Regions from separate parts of the Mus musculus genome. Here regions 2, 3 and 4 are each linked to region 1. The links are chromatin contacts, called in public HiChIP or PLAC-seq, Micro-C and promoter capture Hi-C maps. All regions are on one chromosome and are shown on one strand. The core of a region is the stretch at or near the end of the contact, and the rest is flanking DNA. Distances in the headings are between cores, read along the strand shown. Region 1 holds the start of Ret (ret proto-oncogene). Region 2 holds the start of Zfp637 (zinc finger protein 637). Region 3 holds the start of Fxyd4 (FXYD domain-containing ion transport regulator 4). Region 4 holds the start of Zfp248 (zinc finger protein 248).

The links. Hi-C and Micro-C count contacts between places; a contact is called where the count stands out from the background. HiChIP or PLAC-seq counts read pairs in DNA pulled down with a chosen protein or histone mark. Capture Hi-C pulls out chosen DNA fragments and counts their contacts.
Region 2: a Micro-C map of embryonic stem cells shows a contact between it and region 1, with 3 times the contacts expected there. The contact joins the promoter of Zfp637 here to the promoter of Ret in region 1. A contact is called at or near these places in 3 of 39 promoter capture datasets (the 3T3-L1 cell line and embryonic stem cells), 4 of 484 Hi-C or Micro-C datasets (differentiating embryonic stem cells and embryonic stem cells) and 1 of 9 other capture datasets (pancreatic islet).
Region 3: a contact with region 1 is called in a promoter capture Hi-C map of pancreatic islet. The contact joins the promoter of Fxyd4 here to the promoter of Ret in region 1. A contact is called at or near these places in 2 of 484 Hi-C or Micro-C datasets (the N1E-115 cell line and pancreatic cancer cells), 2 of 115 datasets of contacts at active chromatin or transcription factors (both in embryonic stem cells) and 1 of 9 other capture datasets (pancreatic islet).
Region 4: an HNF4G HiChIP or PLAC-seq map of pancreatic cancer cells shows a contact between it and region 1. The contact joins the promoter of Zfp248 here to the promoter of Ret in region 1. A contact is called at or near these places in 2 of 39 promoter capture datasets (embryonic stem cells and hippocampal neurons), 3 of 115 datasets of contacts at active chromatin or transcription factors (the 230-238 cell line, embryonic stem cells and pancreatic cancer cells) and 1 of 9 other capture datasets (liver).

Annotation. Positions count from the first base shown.
Region 1 is chr6:118,194,734-118,199,824 of GRCm38.p6, forward strand. It overlaps Ret (ret proto-oncogene), which reads right to left and starts at 3,011. Exons shown (of 19, transcript NM_001080780.1): 1 at 2,328-3,011. The coding sequence starts at 2,400.
Region 2 is chr6:117,839,269-117,844,359 of GRCm38.p6, forward strand. It overlaps Zfp637 (zinc finger protein 637), which reads left to right and starts at 1,913. Exons shown (of 3, transcript NM_177684.3): 1 at 1,913-2,000; 2 at 3,985-4,124. The coding sequence starts at 4,055.
Region 3 is chr6:117,934,695-117,939,785 of GRCm38.p6, forward strand. It overlaps Fxyd4 (FXYD domain-containing ion transport regulator 4), which reads right to left and starts at 2,641. Exons shown (of 9, transcript NM_033648.1): 1 at 2,597-2,641; 2 at 2,044-2,086; 3 at 1,160-1,228; 4 at 461-493; 5 at 315-338. The coding sequence starts at 1,199.
Region 4 is chr6:118,453,425-118,458,515 of GRCm38.p6, forward strand. Zfp248 (zinc finger protein 248) reads right to left here and starts at 2,082. Exons shown (of 6, transcript NM_028335.2): 1 at 1,992-2,082; 2 at 1,253-1,487; 3 at 422-463. The coding sequence starts at 436.

The DNA of each region.
Region 1 (5,091 bases), core at 1,761-4,260:
CTCCCCTCACACTTACACAGAAGGGTTGTCCAGAAAGGGCCCCTCCATGACTGACCCTTTGGTTCTCACAGCTAGAGATACTAAGCAAGATGCCAATCCAAGAGGATGGGGGACAGGAGTCTTGACAAGTAGTTGGGAGTGGAGGGGGGCCAGGAGCCCCGGGACATGTAGGGGAGACCAAGATACTGTGATTCAGTCTCCTCATCCACTTAGTCAAGTTGTGTCTGTATGGAGCAGCAAAAAGTCCAGAAAATGTTAACAGAAGGAGGTTGTCAATCTCTACTTCCAGGACACTGGGCCCGACAGCGATGGGAAATGCGTGACACAGTTCTATGTCCATGTGGGGTGTTTGGAAGAGGGTGAGAAGGGAGCCAGGCCATTCTTATCCACAGGTCTCTTGAGCATGAGCTTGTGAGCAAGAGTGGGAGCATGGATGAGTAACTTGAAATCAGAGTATGGCGAGTCTCGTTAACAAGGCTCCCTTACTTCTACAGACCCACTCAAAACCCACTCAAAACCGTGGGCATCAGGCCCAGCCACTAGAGCACTGTATCCACAAGAGGGCACCGGAGGCCACGCTGTTCCCAATCCTTCTATTGAGGAACCGCACCCGAGCTCTCTAGTGGCAGTTTGGAGATCAGTGAATGTCACAACAGCTGCACCAGAGTCCAGGTTAGAGGGCTTCTCCAAAACCCCCATCACTTCTTCCTGGGTATGAGGCTGCTGTGGCCCTCTCTGGACCTCTATCGTGGATTCTTGGCCATCCAGAAGGGGGTGGGTTTAAAACCTCATAGTCCTGGATTCTATAAGCTGTCTGTGGCCACCTGATTCTGAGCCAGAGGTTTCACATAGAAATCTCCCTCTCTGCCTGCCACATGCCACAGGCCAGACCCTTGAGGTGGGTCCCTTACACGGCTGGGGACCTCACTAGATTCAGGGTTAGGTGGGTGGAGGGAAGTTGCTCAACACATGTCTTCCTGGTTTACTCCTGACTACATACCTGCACCTGTGAAGTTTAAACCCAATGACACAGAGCAGCTACACAATGTTAAGCTCTGTATTTTGCTACACAGCCTTGGAGCCTATGACCCTCTGCAGCACTGTGCCCCACAGCACCTTAGGACCCAGGAACAGACACTCCAATCTGCCCCCCCCCCCAGAACGATAAGGTCTTTATCTTTTCCCCTCTCCATACTTCTCTGCGGTACTTGGAAGGCCTGCAAATGCAGTCCTGGGCTGGTCTGTGAACCCAGTACACGACTCTGAGCTAGAGGCAAGATGAACAGTCTTGCCTATTTCCAAAGGTTGCAAACCTTTTGTAAGTAATGGGAGTGGGTGGCCTGGGCTCAATTCTGTTATCAGAGGGAAACTTGGTACAAATATTTTCCAGAGGGAACCAAGTTAGGGTAGATTGAAGGACAGTAAAATGTGCAGCCAACCGGGTCAATATCCTGTATCCTTGTGGTTCATTTGGTCAGGGTATAGGAGCGAGGGCAGTGACCAGCCTTTGAAAGGCCACACCTAATGAGGGGCGCCTATGTGTGCTGTCCATGATGCTGGCAGCCCATCACCACACTCCCGAGTGGCAGGGCCCAAAGCTCTGGGTAACTAAATGTCAGCCCTGGACCCTATTATGCCTCCAAAAGACACATTTTCATGTGCTCCAGCGGAATAGCATGTGACACAGGACTCCCAACTGTGGGGCAGAGCTCAGAGCTCTCGGCGAAGACACGCGGGGACGGGGGGGGGGCGGGGGGGGAGAGACCACAGGCTTTTAGGTTTTTAAAGATCAGGGCGGCAAAAACACACACAGGAAAAATAACCTTTACTAAAGATTGCCTCAGCGCCCTTCAGCCAGACGAATGGAGCTACAGCAAGTGCAGAATTGAAACGCGAAAAGAAAATCTGGGCGCTGCAGTCTCCAAGCGCTGGCTCAAGTCGTGGGCTTCCCAGGGCTGCCTACCCTGTCCGCTCGCAGCTGCTCCCCAAAGGCGACAAGATCTGTCCGCTTCGCTCGGGCACACGGCCGGCCGCGGCTGGAAAAGCGACCAGCTTGGGATGTTCAGCTGCGGCTTTGGCGGAGCAGTCTACTCTGCCCGGCTCGCAACTCGCACGGACCCAAGGCGAGCCGAGCCCCGCCCAGCCGGTGGCCCAAGCGCAGCAGCTAGCCGCAGCGACCCGGTTCCCAGACCCGGAGGCCCGCCAGCCGCGCAGCCGGCCGGTGACAGCCAATGTAAGCGCGCTTCTGCGCGCGTCAGCTTCCCGGCTCGGCGCGCAGCGCTAACTTCACCCCGGCCCCTACCGTCCCAGCCGCCCGTAGGACTCACCTTCTCCTAGCAGCGGCAGGAGCAAAATCAGCTTCAGCCCCAGCCCTGCGGCGCCGGACGTCGCTTTCGCCATCGCCCGTGCGCGCGAGGGCCGCGGTTGAGGAGCAGGCGGGTCTCGGCGGCGGTGGGGTGCGGCGCTCAGCCGGGCCTCCCCATGCCAGCCCGGGCGCAGCGGGCACTGCGGGCGCGTTGCGTCCGGGCGCGACTCCCAGCTGCGGACTCGGAGCCGCTCTCTGCTGTTGCTTGCACGGCTCCGGTTGCGGTACTGATGAGAGACCTGCGCTGCCTGCGCCCGGGGAGCGGACTGGGGCAGGGCAGGGCGCAGAGGGAGTGGCAGCGAGAGGGGCGGGACCAGGGGTGCGGGTGTGTGTGGAGGGGCGGGGCTCCAGGTACTGTGTGGGGCAAGGTGGGGCGGCACCCGACTGCTAGGGGAACCTCTATTTCCTCTCTAGATGAGCGCGGGTCGGAGCTGGGTGCGTGTGGGTTGTGGTGCGGGTGCTGGTCTACTAAAGGTAACCTGGATCCATGATCATTTGCCGGCATAGCCACTTTCTCACCCCGTGCGTCTCGCTTGCTGTTTCTGTTAGTCCTTTCCCGCCGCCCAGAAAGAGCAACACAGAAGATTCGGCGTCTGGGCCGACTGGTCACCTATACTCGCAGAGACCCAGAGTCTAGAATGATGTCCCTCCAGTCTCTGGACGCGAAGAGCATCCTCCGCCATTTATCAAGGGGGCGGGAGTGAGAAGCGCGTTTGGAGCCTGCAGCTTCTTCTGGGGTTAGAGGCGGGAAGAGGGGAGGAGCCCTGATCAAGAGAAAGAGGGACAGAGAGCCTGCTTCCAGTGTACAACATATCATGTGGTGAAGACGGTTGGGGGTCCTGTTGGGCTTGTTTGTGATTCCCAGGACCGGTACAACCAATAGGACCAAGACACTGGCTAATTGCACACCTTTCAAAGAGACCTGCTACCGTTGTCGTCTGGTGCAGTGCTGGGAATTGTATGCGCTTATCCCACCAAATAGAAGAGCTCTTAGGATGTGAACTGACTGATAGGGCAGCGGCTACAGGGGTGTTGGGAAGGATGAAAAGAGAAGTTTGCCAGAAGAATCGAACTCTCCCTTCCCCAAATTATGACTAAATATATTTACCCTTGATATGGGAGCCTCTAGGCAGGAAATAGAAGGTCGGATGCAGGCTCTAGATGCCTGTGAGGAAAACCCATCTCTCCCTACTCCCAGCTGCTTTTTGAAGCATGGCTTGCAACTAGTAATGGAAGGAAAGAAAAACAGACGCCTGTAGGACCTTGGAGTGAACAAACAGGTCCTGGAACCTGAGTCTGGGGAGGGGCTCAGCTGCTCCTCTCCTTCAGTATGCAGAGCCCCACCCTCCTGCCCGACTGAGCTCAGGGTTGAATAAGCAATCTCTGTACATCACTCTGCAGATATGAAGTCAAAGTGAAGTCACCCTCACAGGCAGGAGCAGAAGCTGCCAAGACATAGGCTGACTTGGGACCAGGCCAGCTGAGATCTTATTCAGAGCCTGCCTGCTGATCCGTGGGTATCCAGACCACCAGCCTTCTAACCTAGAAGAGGCACCTTGAGATCACTGGCCTTGGGTTTATGGGGATGGAATTAGTCACAAGGTGCTAATACACTGGATCCCTGGAGTTATCACTTGGGCCTGTGTCCAAGGAAGGGACCTGAACAGGAAGGTTCTCTCTCTCTCTCTCTCTCTCTCTCTCTCTCTTCCTTCCTTCCTTCCGTTCTCTCTTTCTCTCTCTCCCTCTCTTTCTTCCTTCCTCCCTTCCTCTCGCTCTCTCTCTTTCTCTCTTTCTCTCTTTCTCTCTTTCTTTTTTTCCCCCCTACAAACAGGTTCCTGTGGCTGTTTTCCAATAGAATGCAAAGAGAAAAGAGGTCTGGTCCACTCTTCCAACCAGCCTCACTCTCATACCTTCTTCACCGACACTGGGATGAACTCTGCCCATTTTAAGGACCCAGGCAAGAGTACACTCTTGTCTCTTCCTCAGGCCTTCACAGCCTTGAGTGTCCAGATAGCATGGTCGGGACATTTCCCTCTCCTCTGAAGATCTTGAGTGGACTTTTACTCGAGCCCCTAGACATGCATATGCATGCATGCATGCAACCATGTTCAGATACATGGACCCTACATACTTGAGTGCATAGCAAACCCTTCCCTGTGTACGCCCCGGGAGCTGAACAGAGACAGCAGCAGTGGATCTGAGGGAAGCCATGGACCAGCTGCCATTGAAGACCACATGGAAGGTCCAAACTTTGCTTGACCTGGCCCAAGATATTAACTCAGTTTTCAGAATCTGAGCACGGTAGGAGGGAGCTTCCTCTAGGGGAGGGGAAATGGCTGTCTCCCTGTACCTAGGGCAGGTTTGAGGCCAGGCTCAAAGGTCTCTTAGCCTGTGAGTCACCTAGGAAGCCCCACTCTTTGCTCCTGTCTTTTTTTTTTCTTCTCTGGGGAAGGTGAGAGTCTGCATGAGGTTCTATTTTTCTTTTCCTTTTCTTTGTCTTTGTATTTTTTGACGCTTCCTAATCTATTTGCTCTGAACCTCAGTTTCCCCTGTTGTAAACATCTTCCTCCCAGAGAGAGGACTTAATCTGTAGTAAAGGGAATACATACGCAGATGGAACTCAGTGCCAGCACCAAGCACATGCTCAGTAAAGTCATAACCACTGTCTTGCCTCGGTTCCCCAGAACTTGACCTTGACCTTCCCCCATTCAAGGTCACAAGTGCTC
Region 2 (5,091 bases), core at 663-3,162, 360 kb before region 1:
TGGAACTCACTTTGTAGACCAGGCCGGCCTCGAACTCAGAAATCTGCCTGCCTCTGCCTCCCAAGTGCTGGGAATAAAGGCGTGCGCCACCACACCCGGCTAACCTTTTTCTTATTTTTGTCCATTTTATCGTGGTTGCAAACGTCCTTTCCTACACTGAGATCATGATCACATTAATTCAGTTTTTCTTCTGGGTCTTTTGTGGATCTGTGCTTTATCACACATTTGATCCACGTAGAGGGTCTCCGCATAGGAGGTCATTTGAGCAGTTTCTTTATCCAAGTAGTGAGACTGTCATAACTAATGTCACTGTCTGAATTATCATTCCTTCCCCTAGTGATGTAAGGTACCAGGGATGGAGATGTCTGTAACAAGCATTTAAATACGCACTGGCAGAACTCACCCCTAGCCCTCACTCGGCACCCTCCCCCCTTCCTGATGCAAGTGTTAAGATGCAGGTGGTGGCTGAGGACTATGCCCCATTTAAGATCTTGGCAAGAACCATGTGTCTAGGGACTCTGATCTTTCAACCCCAATCGTAACCACTCTATCAAATGGATCTGGGCCAGTAAGATGGTGTGTAGGTAATAGTGCCTGCTGCCAAGTCTGATGACCTGAGTTCGATTCCCTGTAGGAAAGGGTGAGCCCACTCATACTAATGATTCTCTGACCTCCACAGGCACAGCAAGACACCCCTCACATCCACACACTAAACAAAATGGGATCTTTTTTTCCCAAAAAATACGTGTACCCAAGTCCTCAAGGCTGTTAAGAGAATCTTTGCAGATTTATGAAGGAAACATGAGTTCTTGTCTCCCCTGATGGCCCCCTTTTCCTACCGATGCTTTGTCAACTAAAACTTGTCCTAATCCCACATCTGGTCTCACAGAACAGAGATGTCCTGTGAAGTCAAATATTTCATCCAGTCTGACACATGTAATTCTGGGAAAGGAACAAGGGCACTGCAAGAGGAACATTTCTTATGGTCTCTTTCATTCAATAGGATAGCTAAATCTACCAAGGGAAGACTCTGGGGGAGGCTCACTACGAAAGAAGTCAAGTCAGGGCTCCAGGGTGAGACTAATGTCCTTTAGAAAAGCTATTAGAGGCAGGCAGTGGTGGTGCACGCCTTTAATCCCAGCACTTGGGAGGCAGAGGCAGGCGGATTTCTGAGTTCGAGGCCAGCCTGGTCTACAGAGTGAGTTCCAGGATGGCCAGGGCTATATAGAGAAACCCTGTCTCGAAAAACCAAAAAAAAAAAAAAAAAAAAAAAAAGGCTATTAGAAATGCATATAAATAAATGCAGTCGATGGACGTTTAAGGCATCTTAAAAGAGATTTTATTGAATGGATGCTCAATTTCATCCACGCCCCTCTCAGGACCAAAAGGGCTACTCTCCCATCTCTAATAACTAATTTTAGAGTGTTCAAATCTCAACCCTTGTGTCATTAACTTCTTCAGTTAGGAAGACAATGTTAGTGTCCACTCAGGGAATACTGTTCCCTCGAGTTCCCTTGGCTCAGAAAGTCTCCCGGGCCCCGCGTAGGTGCCCTATGGGGTCCTGGAGCCGTCGGACCTGGGCTCCCCACAAGTGAGCGCCCTGGGTCGTACAACTAGTCGGGGTAGTACCTAAACTCCGAAGTCCTGCAGTGCCTCGTCCATCTTTTGGGTGAAAAAAAACTTATTACACGGACCAGAGAGTATTCCTGATTCTTTGTCCGAAATACTTGGTCCCGGCTCCTATAGGGAACCCTGAGTCTTCTGCAGTTTTAACGTCATAAGCATTCCCAAGCTTCAACCACCGCTCCTCCACAGGACGGCGCTCCCCAACAACCAGAAGCAGCCACCGCGTTTCTGCCGCAGCTCGGTCGCGGCGCTTCCCACAGTGCCTCGGGGCGCGCGCGGGCTCCTGGGAGTTGTGGTCCGGCGACGCGCAGCGTTGCAGCGGCTGCTACGGGCTCGGCGCCGGCTTTGTCTGTCTGCGGGCGCGCGCCGCTGCGGTGAGTGTTGCTGAGGCCGGGGCTGTGCGCCCGAGAGAGGGGGCTGTGTCTTGAGCCTGCTGCTCCGGCCAGGGCGCGTGAGCAGGCCAGGCTGGCCGTCCGGGCCAAAATCGCCAACCGCAGACAAGGGTGCGCTGGTCGGAGAGCGGGTGGGCCGCGGTGTGCTGCGGAAGGGTCCTGCTGCAATGTCGGGGTCCCTGGGAGGCTGGGGCCCCGCGAGCGTGGGAGGGGCCACAGGAAGGTCCAGCTAGGCCAGGAGAGCAGAGTTCACGCCTAGGGAGAGAGCCTAGCAGGGAGTGGCGTCCAGCGTGGGGGGAATTCATCCTCACCCAAAGCTCCTAATCGCACGTTAAATTGCCTCATTAGATTTTTCCCAAACCCTACAGATCACCCTGTCTGTCCTCCAGCCCTCTCTCCTGAAAAAGCACCATTTTAGGTCTTGGATTTGTAGGGCGTGTCTCAAATGTAAGAGATCCCTCACTTTCTGGTCCTCAGTTCTTCCGAGAGCTAGCTAATTGAGATAGTGTTAACTTGTTTACTAAGAGAAGAAACTGGAGTCGGGGCTGTTAGGTTGTTCTGCTACAGGGCATACACCGAGGGAAACAAGGCAAAAAATTCAAGTCTCTCGGGGCCTAATTCTGAGCTGTGGTAACATTTCTGATAGGAAAAGCAGCGTTTTGTGTTACGAAATCACTCTCTTTCAATATCTTCAAGAATTTGATTGCTCTGACTTGAACAGGTTCTTCCTTGACAATTTCCTGTTGTCAGTTGTCCTGCTATTAATCAGGGAGTCTGGAGACACAGCTGAGGCATGTTGGCTACTTCTTAGCAGGTAGAGGAGTTCAGGTATCTACCGTGTTCACTCATTTTGACTTAACCATGTTCTCTAGACACTCCAGAGACAAAAAAGTCCAGCCCCAGGGAGTAGCTACCATGTGCTTTTCTTTGTGAATCACAGGGGAGTTTTGTTGGCTTTATTTTTAATCAATAATATCTCTAAGTGAATGCATTTGCAGCATGACAGGGGACCCCTTTATAGCTTGTGTTCCAAGTTGGAAGTGAATCCTTCAAAGATTTCTTGACATCAGGCTATATAACTGAATGGATAGAAGGGTTAGCTATTTGGTTAATAAAATAGAAAATCGTACCATCAGATTGCTAATTCATTAAGCTAGGAATCCAGCATTTTGACCAGACATACTGAAACAAAGATTATACTGTACCACTATGTAAACAAAGTGTACAGATTCAGGAATTTGATCCTTAAATAAGCATTCCATGGGGGGTGGGGGGAGGGAGTGGTGGTTTGGGTTAAGAGCCTACTAAGAATTACCAGAAGGTAACAAGACCTTCTTTGTTAGGTCCTTGTAACTTGAGGGGAGCTGAAAAGGAAAGCTGGAGCTATTTCTTCCTAACACCAGTCAGGAAGGCTGGTGTGCTGACTTCTTGCCTGGAAAGTAGAGAACCCCAATTTTTTATCAAGACCAAATGCAAGCAGAGCGGCCCTTACCTGGGGACTAACAGTACAGTAGGCACTCCTACTTCTCTGCTATCTGTTTCCCTCTGCCTCCTTGCTCCTAGATTCATTTCTGTTTGGTCAGTCCTGCTATCTTCCCCACCCCCACCCCAGCCCACCCTGCCCAAACATTTATTTATGATTATATGTAAGTACACTGTAGCTGTCTTCAGATACACCAGAAGAGGGCATCAGATCCCATTACAGATGGTTGTGAGCCACCATGTGGTTGCTGGGAATGGAACTCAGGACATCTGGAAGAGCAGCCAGTGCTCTTAACCATTGAGCCATCTCTCCAGCCCTCCAGTCCTGCTATCTTTAGCCCACTTTGCAGTGACATTACCTCAGAAAGTCTGGATTTCCTGTGTTTACACTCCAAACTGATCTCAACTCTCAGGTCTGCCCTTTATTGTTTGTTTTTTTTTTTTTTTTTTTTGGTTTGGTTTATTTATTTTTTCTGTCCCTCAGGTTCTCCAGACCAGCCCATGGAAGAATCATATGAAGAGGCGGTGATCAAAGTCAGCGAGCAGGAGTGGACATGTTTGGGTTCCCAACAGCTACCCTGCTGGACTGTCATGGAAGATACGCCCAGAATGTAGCCTTTTTCAGTGAGTGAGTCAGCTGGTTGCTGGGATGACGTCAGAGCCCCTATAAGAAGATGCATTCATTTGGTGAAGCTCACTGCTCTACAGGTTGCAGGGAAAGCCTGCAAGCTGGGATTGGAAATGATAATCAAAACAAAGCAAGAAAACAGTTTGAAGCCGGACAGTGGTGGTGCATGTCTTTAATCCCCGCACTTAGGAGGACGAGGCAGGCGGATCTGTGAGTTAGAGGCTAGCCTGGTCTGTAGAATGAGTTCTAGCACAGCCAAGGCTATATAGAGAAACCCTGTCTTAAGGGAGAAAGAAAGAAAAAAGGAAAAGCAATTTGATATAGAGGTGATGTTGGGGTTGTCTCAGGCTGAATGAACCTTGAACTCTGAGCTCTAACCCCGAGTATGAGACACATAGGGAAACAGGGAAGAGCTAGAGTGCACGGCCTTGTCCATTTCCAATGTAGCTTAATAGGCCAGAATAACGTGGACTTTAAAAGAAAGAATTCCAATCCTGTTTGCAGTATTAAAGAAGTTCCTTAAGCTTCAGGCTTTTCATCTGTACACTGGAACAGACAGTAAGCTGCATCTTGTAAGAATTCGAGGCCTAGACAGAAAATATCTGAAATTATACCCTCATTTTCTGAGATCATGAACGACTGTTAGAGAACAGACTGAGATAGGGCCACTGTGATGAAGCCATTGCAGTGTTAGCCTAAGGGCTTCCCACTGGGAGTGTTCTCGCCTTTGCTTGGCTTTGCTTGTTTTAAAGGGGTGCTTTTAAGGTTTTAAAGCTTTGCTCCCTCCGTATCCTGACTCCACACCTGTTTGGGAGTCACTTAAAACTTAGATAAAAGGCTCTGTGTGATTCTCTATAATTTCCTTAATTTTATGAGCCCTTTGTTTTATTTTGTCTTTTTGGACCAGGCTTTCTCTGAACCCCTGGCTATTCTGGAACTCACTTTGTAGACCAGGCTGACCTT
Region 3 (5,091 bases), core at 1,391-3,890, 260 kb before region 1:
GTCATGTAATAGCATCTCATGGGGACAAGTGCCATGAGAGACAAAGTAGACGAACCTAGAGAAAGGAGGACAAGGTTCATTGGACCAACCCCAGCTCCATGCCCCAAGGCCCCCTTTTTCCTTCTTCTACTTTTTTTTTTTTTTTTTTTTTTTTGTCTTTAGCTCTTAATGAAGATCAGGCTTGGTGTCCCGTCCCACCTTGACTATTAGATTATGTACCATCCTCATCAGTTGGCTTGGTGAAGAGGTCTAAGGCAGACAAGAATTGAATGTGATGGAGTGGGGAAGGGATGGGGATTGGTGTCAGCTCTTACCATAGTAGAAGGGACTGTCTTTATCTGCAGTAAATGAAAAATAAGTAAATAAATACCAGAACTAGGAGACAGGATATGGGGTCTTAGGAGAGAAATGCAGGCAGGTGGCAGGTGTCACTTGTGAGTATACAATGGTTGGTACTCACCAACTGGGTCACTGGCTTCCAAGGCCGGCAGACCTGGGTGAGACAAGCAGAGGTGGGTGTTTATCCCACTTGATGTCTAAAAACCCAGCTGTCTAGAGAGGTCTGTGAAGTGACCCTGATCCTAGGCCTACCAGATCCCAAGCAGGCCTTGGCTTTTTCAACGCATCCTGAGTTCTGAGTCCCATTCACAGCCCTTCATATATCGTGTCTGCTCTTCTCCTGCTCTGAACAGGATAGTTGATTCATTTTTAACCTTGTCTGAGAAGTGTTGGACAGAGCCAGGCTTTTTGCCTCTTAAAGAAAAAGCCTAAGCTGGGCAGTGGTGGCGCATGCCTTTAATCCCAGCACTTGGGAGGCAGAGGCAGGCGAATTTCTGAGTTCAAGGCCAGCCTGGTCTACAGAGTGAGTTCCAGGACAGCCAGGGCTACACAGAGAAACCCTGTCTCGAAAAACCAAAAATAAAAAAAACAATAAAAAAAAAAAAAAAACAAGCCTACTTTGATAGGCACGGTCCATTTTTCACAGTCAACTGACTCAGTAGCCATTAAGCAATTTTTCAGTGTTCTCATTCATCCTGTACTAGTGTTGCGTGCAACTGACAGTTTAAAGATAAACACACTTATTGGGCCGCAGTCCTACTCTGGGGAGAGGCTGTCTGGTCTCCACTACCTTGGTGGGCGGAGTGTATGGAGAACTCACCTGCTAGCAGCAGGAGAAAGGCACAGGTGATTTCCTCCATATCAGGACCCAGGGTGAGACTGCAGGCTGCTGGGTGAGATGCAGAGTAGAAGTGGTGGCTTGGGTCTGTGATCTGTGACCTGCCACAGCTCACCCCATTAGTAAGAGGCAGAACTGGTGTGAAAATTAGACATATGAATCCCACATAGGCAAGCGCTGACCTTAAGGAAACGATCGCTTTCCACTTCCCCATACAGATGGTACTAGTGATTACCCGGGTATGTGGATTGCTTAATTCTAGTTACGTGTTCAGAAACAGAACACCCTGGAGTGACCACGTAGGCTTTGCGATCATCTCTTTCACAGAAGGTAGGAATCCACGAAGATAAAACCAAATGCTCCAAGTGAGGTAGGTGTCTGTTCTACGAAGGAGCTAGGCTTTCCCAACCAGGTGTCCAGGCCCTGCCTCTTCCACTTGAAAAGATCTGGGCCTGGAGTAATCCGGTTGAGTCGTAGATTATCTCAGAATTCAACAACAGGGCTGGAGGGTGCAGTTCCAGCCTCCTCTTCTAGAGCCAGGAACTCTGCTCCAAGCAGCCCCAGATCTACTCAGAGCATAGGTACCTGCTAGAAAGGTCTGCTGGTGTGAGAGACATAGCCCCTTTCTCCTGTGAGTAGGTCCTACCCAGGGCCTCATTTACATTGCTTGTGACACCCCTTGTGCAGCTGAGTTTTAGAGAGAAAAAGCCCCAGCCTTTCTTTCTGTATAATGGTAGCTATAGGCTAGTGCCAAGGGTTCAGTTTTGAAGCCTCGGTTACTGTCTACTATACTTAGCTCTGATCTGCTAATGAGATCACAGATCCAGCACCTACTGGCTGGGCTCAGTCTTCTCACATCCACTTACCAGGTGTGTGACTTAGCAGGTAATATCTCTGTGTTTCAGTGTCCTGAAAATTATAACAACCTTGTAAATTATGCAGATGAAATTAAGGGAGCTATGTATGATATGTAAATCCTAAAATATAGACCTAGCCCTGAAAACCTGCTACAGTATATATAAACCACATGGGCTTTTTGCCTTAAGATGGAAAAATGGATTAAAAATCTCCTGGACATGGGAGTTTATAATCTACCAGTCTCTGAAGCTGGTTTTCTTTTGTCCTTCATCAGTTTCTCCTACCCCTTCACACAAAGCCACAGCTCCTGGATTGTCTCATTTTCATTTTACTTCTGCTTCTGTTAAAGGTTGGCCCTTACTTCCCCTAGTCCTGAACTCGCTGCTACACAGTCTTAAAATCAGAACTCTCAAGGCCGGGAGAGGCCATCTCTGTTCTCACAATCCCCAAATAGTTGTTCACTTCTCAGAGTCTTGGAGGCATCCCCTCCCCCTTCCTCAGATGGTCTTTCTGCCACCCCTTCTAAGGAGCACACTTAAGTCCCAGCAAACATCTACTCACCCGGGAGATGACTCGAGCCAGGGGAGTGGTGCAGAGAGGAAGTCTGAGGAGAGCCTAGGTGGGTTCTGCTCTTTAAACCCAGGGGCTCCGCCCTGGGCCACACACCAGCAGTCTGGAGGGAACTGGTCCTACCTCTTATGCTCCCGTAGGCAGCCCTCCCCACCTGCTCTTAAGGCCATAGCTCACTTACCACACCCAGGGTAGAGCCAGTGCTGGGTCCTGGCTCCTTCAAGCTAAGGAATGAGGGAGAGACGGGAAAACTGAGACTACTGGATTTCAGTCCATGCTCCAGAGGAAAAGGGGGCCTCCTCAGTCTACCTAGGTCTTACGAGAAAGCTCCAGGTTTGGAAGGATGGCTTGGAAGGTAAAAGTACTTGTTACCACAACTGACAAGCTGAATCTGAGCCCAGAAACCACAGGGTAGAACGAAAGCTGACTCAGAAGTTATCTCTGATCTCTCTCTCTCTCTCTCTCACACACACATACACACACACACACACACACACACACACACACACACACACTAAAGGCCGCAGGGGTTCAGCCTCCTGGCTTGTGCTGTGTGGAATACCTTGGAGACAGTGAAGTAGATAATAGAGACTGGCAGTCGCACTGTTTTTATTTGAACTCGGTGTTCAGAGAGACGGGGCTGGGTCTGACAGGGAACCATTGGTTCACTTTACCACCTTCTTGCTAAACCTAGACACCCTGTGACTTGAGGAACCTACTTCAGGTGGAATAGGACACTGTCCCAGTCCAGGTAGACTTTTGCCTGCCTCCCACAGAGGGAGGGACATTGCCAGGGACAGGATAGCCTGCTTTGTCCGATGCTGGCCCAAACCATCCTACCATGGACCTTTGGATGATCCTCGAATCTCTTCTCTTTCCCAAGTGAGGGAGACTTGTCCCTGTCTAGAGGTCACTGAAGAAGAGTTGAGGTTGTCTGTCTTAGATAGGTGGGAAAGGGCTGTGAAAGGATTCAACAGTTACTTTCTTTTTAATTTTGTAATTGTGATGTTCTGCCTGCCTTTGCCTCCTGAGTGCTGGGATTAAAGATGTGTAATCGTACCCAGCCCTCAACCAGTTTTCTTACACTACCCGGGACCACCTGGCCAGGGGTGATGTCACCCCGGGTGAGCTAGACCCTACCGAATTGACTATTAATCAAGAAAATGCCTTGCAGATTTGTCTAGAAGTCAATTTTTTTTTTAAGATAGGGTTTCTCTGTATAGCCCTGGCTGTCCTGGAACTCACTCTATAGATCAGGCTGGCCTTGAACTCAGAAATCTGCCTGCCTCTGCCTCCCAAGTGCTGGGATTAAAGAAGTGCGCCACCACTACCCGGCTTAGAAGTCAATTTTATGGTGGCATTTTCTCCATTTCTCCTCAGATATGGAGTCATTTTCTCAATTAAGATTCCCTTTTCCCAGATTTGTCTAGGTTTATGTCAATTTGACAAAAATCAATCGGCACACTTCTCTTAATTACTATATTTTTCAGTCACATCCATTTCCCCTCAAATTTCACTTTTTCTTAAAGCTGAGTAAAATTCCATTGTGTATGTGTCTCCCGTCTCCACTGTCCACTGATCAGCTGCTGGCCTTCCTGGTGGGTTCTATTTCCTAGCTATTGTGAATACAGCGGCAACCGGGCAACAAACATGTCTGTGCAGGTTTCTCTGTAAATATGGGCTGCTTTGGCAGTATTCTGAGGAACGATAGAACAGAACATATGGTAGGTTTATTTTCAGCTTTTGGAGAAAGCGCCACGGTGACTTTCATAATGGCTGCACTGAATTGCATTCCCCCACCCAGAATGAGTAACGTTTCCCTGTTTCCCACATCCTTGCCAATATTTGCTGTCATTTGTTTTGAAGATCTATTTTTGTGTACAAGTTTGATTGGTCTCCATGTACGTACGTGTGCACATGGGTGCTCATAGCAGTCAGAAGAGAGCATGAGGTCCCTTGGAACTGGAGCTACGGATGGTGTGAGCCACCACGTGGGGGCTGGGAACTGAACCCGGATCTTCTGCAAGAGCAGCACACTCCCTCCGACTGGGTAAGATGGAATCACTAAGTAGTCTTAATTTGCATTTCCCTGATGGCCAACCATGGTCCACTTTCTTCCTTCCTCTCTTCCTTCCTTTCTCCCTCCCTCTCCCTCCCCCCCTTTTTTGCTTGTTTTGAGGCAGGATCTCACTGTGTAGCTGAGGCTGTCCAGGAACTCAACTGTATAGACCAGGCTAGCCTGAAAATCACAGAGCTCCGCCTGCCTCTACTTGGATTAAATTCATGCACAAATAAACCTGGTGTTGGACACTTTTGAAAATCCTTATTAGCCATTTGTAGTTCTTCTTTTGAGAACTTTGTTCAGTTCCGTTGCTCATTTTTTTATTGGGTGTTAGTTTTCTTGATGTTTAGTTATTTTATTTTATTTTTTATATAGTCTAGATTTCCTGTGAGATTTATAGGTGCCTAAAATTTTCTCCTATTTA
Region 4 (5,091 bases), core at 832-3,331, 260 kb after region 1:
AAATGCATAAACATAAGCTGCCCACATGCAAATTGACCTAGACTTTAATGAGCTGGCTGAACATTTAGGACAGCTACGTTGAGAATACATAGGGCTGCAGATTCTGTCATCTCCTTTAGAGTCCGTTCCGGGAGAGCCAGAGCAGTCTACTCCAGCCTCGGTGTTAGGCTTGAACTAGTATCTGGTTTTAACAAGAAAGGATGATAGACAACAGATCACATTCACCTCCGTGCGACTACCAGAAAACACAGAGAAATTTTTGTCAGCCGATATTTCTGTGACTTTCAAAAGCTTCCACCCAATTCTGGCAACTGGCCCGATGCAAATTTTTACAGTGGCTGTAAACTTTTGCCTGATCTACTTTTTCACTGAAAAACAAAACAATCAACAAAATGGGAATAAATAAGCCAAAAAAACTCACCTGGGATTTGTTCATTTTCTGCTCTGAGTGGAGGAGGGAAAGCTGAGGGAGAAGGAAGAATGATGTCAGCAGAGACTTGGCCTGCCCTGCATGCAGCCACAAGCAAGGTGTTACTTCTTCAGGTGTGGCTCTAACATAAGTTGAGTTTAGATCCTTTGCACTGAATGAATGCAAACGCTTGTTTTCCCTTAGCACCCAACTTACAGGAGAATTAAAAACATGAGACAATCTTTTTAATTCAGCAAATGATAATCTAAAGGAGGAAAGGCTATGGGCTTGTCCGGACTGATGATCAAGGAAAATGAGGGAGTGCGGAGACAGCGGTGGGAATCAGGAGGTTTTGTTAAATCTAACACCATTAATCCCTTGAAGTCAGGTAAGTCAAGGAAATGAACGGGGCTTTTAAGGCAAGATAAAAATTTCAAAATGTATTTGCTTACATTCCAAGTTGCTTGCTTACAATTCTCAAAACGATCGCTTGATAAGAAACTTGCACCTCAAAGAGACAAAATATACAGCCATCTGCAGGCCCCGGTTGTGTCACTAAAAACCTGCAAGATGTTGAGATTCTCAGGACCCACCTACACTACTGTCCGATGGAAACATATGGCCATAATAGCAAGCGTGTCCCTACATGCCACCTTCACATGAGTCAAGAGTCTAAGGGACCGCCTCTCCACAGTTAACCAGGTAGGAGGGATGCATAAGATGTGGAGGTAGGGGCAGTGATAGCAATTCCGGACCTGTGAGCCTTTCACTCCCAATCGTTTTCCAAGAACTAGCATTCCATGTGCAGCCTGTATGCACCCATCTCTCTCAACTCCAGCTCACCTCTCTCCTTAAACTTGTCCCAGACTTTCGGCGAGCACACAGTCTTCCATGGTTTCAGGACACTGTCATTTTCACAAAACACATGAGCGAGAACCAAATTCAGAACTGGGATCCCGGGTGTGTGAGGGGGCAGGAGGTTTGGTGGCTAGCTAACCACTTTCCTCTTCCACTCCAAACACTGCGCCCTAGGGACCAGTCCAAAGGCCCCCTGCGAGGGTGGGCTCCCTAGTAGTAGCTTAAAAATAAAAAAAAAAAAGAAAAAGAAAAAAGAAAAGAAAAGAAAATTGCAGCAAGTATTCGTAATAGTCACACTGTGCACAAAAGGAAACCGAGTCTCGGGTAGGTTATTCTGTCCCAGTAATTCATTCACTCGGGACCTGGCTTACCCGCTCGCCCCCCACATCCCAGCATCTAGCCCCAGCAGCCAGAGAACGGATGCGTCACCGCGTCACGCTCGCGCCATGCGTGAGTCAACTCCTCAGGGTTCCGCCCAACCACCCCGCATCTTCCCCGCCTAGTGGGCAAAATGCGCAGGCGTAGCACGAGCTAGAGGCCCTAGATTAGCTCTGCAGAAGTGCGGGACTATCCGGATCCCGCAAGCCCGAGCCATGGAGTCCCAGCGCACCCCGGCGTTTCCCCATACAGCCCTCCACCCCGCTGGTCCCTGGTTGCTGCCAACAGCGACCAGGATGGCCCGAGCTCCCAGAACCCTCCGCCCTTGATGCTGTCTAAGGCTCACCCGCCGCTCCTGCAGTGCACCGTGCCGAAGGCCAGGAGTTGTTTCCCAGGAGGTACGCGAGGCCACGGATGGACCAGGAGCAGGACTGCAGTTTGCGCATGCGCAGAGGAAGGGGCGGTGCGCCCAACGGTGCTCGTAGTGGGGTCTCCACGTCCAGTGTTGGAAGAAGGACTGTTGCCTGGAAAACGGAGTCAGCTCCTGTCTCACTCTGTATTGTAAAATGATGCTGTTGAAGGCGTCTAGAAACCAGGGTTACTTTATGTAAGAAGTAAAGGTGTTTGCAGTGTAAACACGACCTTGTCAGACTCATTTCCCAGGATGGGACTTTCTGGTACACCGCGACAGTTTTCTGTATCTTTATTCTATCTAGCGCCAGCCTTCTGTCACTACCCTGGGGACTGGGGATCAAATTAATATATTTTCTACACTCAAAAAGAAGGAAAGATGTGTTAAAAATTATGTTGGAATGTCAACTGGTGTTGGAATAGTTCAGGACTTGGTCACTTTGCTGAGATTTCATAGGCGTGGCTTCCCTGTCCTAGCTACAAGACACAATCTCACATCAGACTTCCCTATCCTCTGGCTCTTAAAATCTCTACCAGGTCTTCTGCAGCATTGCTCGAGCCTTAGGTGGAGGAGTGTTATATCAGTTGGGCTGAGAACTCTTCCCTCAGTTGCTCACTGTATTTTGACAAGGTGTGTCCTTCGGTAATGGTCTCTAACTGCTGTAAAAAGAATGTCTTTGTTAAGGGATGAGAGCTACGCTTACCTGTGGGTATAATGATACGTATAGGGAATGTAGTTATGAATTGTGCTACTTTGGGACAGTGGCAGTGGTAGGGTTTCCTATAAGATTCATGATCTCACTAGCCTCGTGCTATAGGCCTCGCTTCTCTCCTGGCATCCCAAGATGAAGAATTGCAGACAATCAGCAACTACACACACACACACACACACACACACACACACACAGAGAGAGAGAGAGAGAGAGAGAGAGAGAGAGAGAGAGAGAGAGAGAGAGAGAATTAGTCTTCCCCAGGGGTGAGCCCCATGAGTTGTTGTCCAATACCAAGTGGTCAGTCAGTCCCCAAAGGCATACACCTGCAGGCAACACTGAGGGATGCAGAAGTTTCTATTTGTGTGTGTGTGTGTGTGTGTGTGTGTGTGTGTGTGTGTGTGTGTGTAAAAAGAGTGGTTAAAGAAAAAAGGCTGTGGAGAAAGGGGAGTTAGATATAGGGTAGAGGTAGAAGGGAGGACAGGGAAGGGGAAAATTATGTAATATTTTAACTAACTAATTAGTTTGTGAATGTGAAACAAATTTATATAAAATCCTGGAAAGTAGTCTAAACTAAAAGATCATCATCATGAATATTCTCTGGATAAAAGAGAGAGAAGCCACAACCCTAGTGCTGAATAGCATTAAAAGGATAGCTGCTTCTGCTGGGCCAGGCTGACCATCCCCAGAAAGATGTTGGTCTCTCGCTACATAGACAGTTCAAGGCCCACATGGGCTGCATGAACCTCAAATCTTAGGGGGAAAACAGATCAACATAGTGTTCACACATATTTAACTCAAGTGAGCAGATGATGTCTCTGAGGAACACTTATTATGAAAAGAAGTAAACTATAGGATTTATTCAACTCTCCCTTCTCCAGTGATTTTTCTATTTTTGCTCCAGGAACAAATCCAAAAATACCAGAAGTCCCTGAAGGCACCAAGCCTTCTTAGTCTCTCCCAGTTCATAATGGCTTCTCCATCCTGTCCTCCATTGCTTCAGGATACTTGAGATGAAGCATCTCATTGCTCTTGTTGGTTCATCCAGCGTTACCTACATTAGTATGAACTTGTGTATTTAGTTTGTTCTCGATGACTGTCATTCTGTCTACTTTGCTCCCTCCCCATCCTCCCTATAGGCTGATTTATTCTCTGTACTATATAGTTTTACCTTCCCCAGAATTCCAAATAAATACAAGTAGGTTTTAACGTGGCTTCTGAATTTGACTTCTTTTATGTACACCAAAATCATTTCAGAGCCATTCATGTTATTATTCAATGTTTTAGGTCAGGGCCTGTCCTCTGACACTTTTTATTTCATGATATGATCTAACAATAGTATGTTATTCTGAGCCTCAGCATTCAAACATTGGATATTGGGAGCTGTTAGATCTTTTAACATATCCTTGTTACTTTTGAAAAGCATTTCCTAACTTTCTGATATCACAAGATGGTACAGATTCAACCTGGATTTTCATTACATAGCCCTAGAACCAGCCATTTCTCAAGAACTTAGAGACTTTGATATCTTAGCTTTTTAACTGCACTCAGTGCTCTGGGGCATAAGGATATTTAAATTTCTAAACAGATAGAGGTACAAAATGGGTGCTTACATATCCAACTTAGAAATATCTGTGTAGTTACATAAAATATTGGGAAATCATAAAATATTTGACAGCAGTAAAGTGTTTCTGGATGTTCGATGACTAATAGCTCTCCCAAGGCTTTTCTGGATACACTTGCCCATGATGTGTCAATAAAACCTCACACATACCCTTGGTGGTTAGCTGCAGGTGCATCCACCATGGTCAGAACAGTATTGATGTTTGGGAAGCAAGAAAGCATTCCTGTTTGACTTAACTAAGTAGTTGGTGTTGGTTTAAACTGCCTTGTTGGCTAAGGCTAACTTTGACAAGCCACAAATATTTGTATTATTTCACTTTTGTGGTTTATTCAGAGAGGATCCTCTGCTTTCTTCTGAGAGATACCTCTGAACCATTGTGGAAATTCCCAGATAAGGGCCCATTCCCTTTCTAGTCTCTCAGTTGTAAACTTCTACCCACATTGGCCTCTGGCAGCAACAACTTACTCTCAGAAAATTGATTAGAGTCTGTCCTCTGGTAGCTTCTGTTAGACTAGCATGGTTGCTGACCAAATCTTACCAATGTCTTGTTTGTTTGTTTGCTATGGCAAGAGCTTCCTAGAGTACCATGAAGGAAGAACCATGCTTATAGGTGGGCTTTATAAAAGATCTACATTGCCTGACCCAAGAAATTTTAAGGGAATCGGAGCTTTTGGTGGTTGAAAGACTTGCAAAGCATCGTC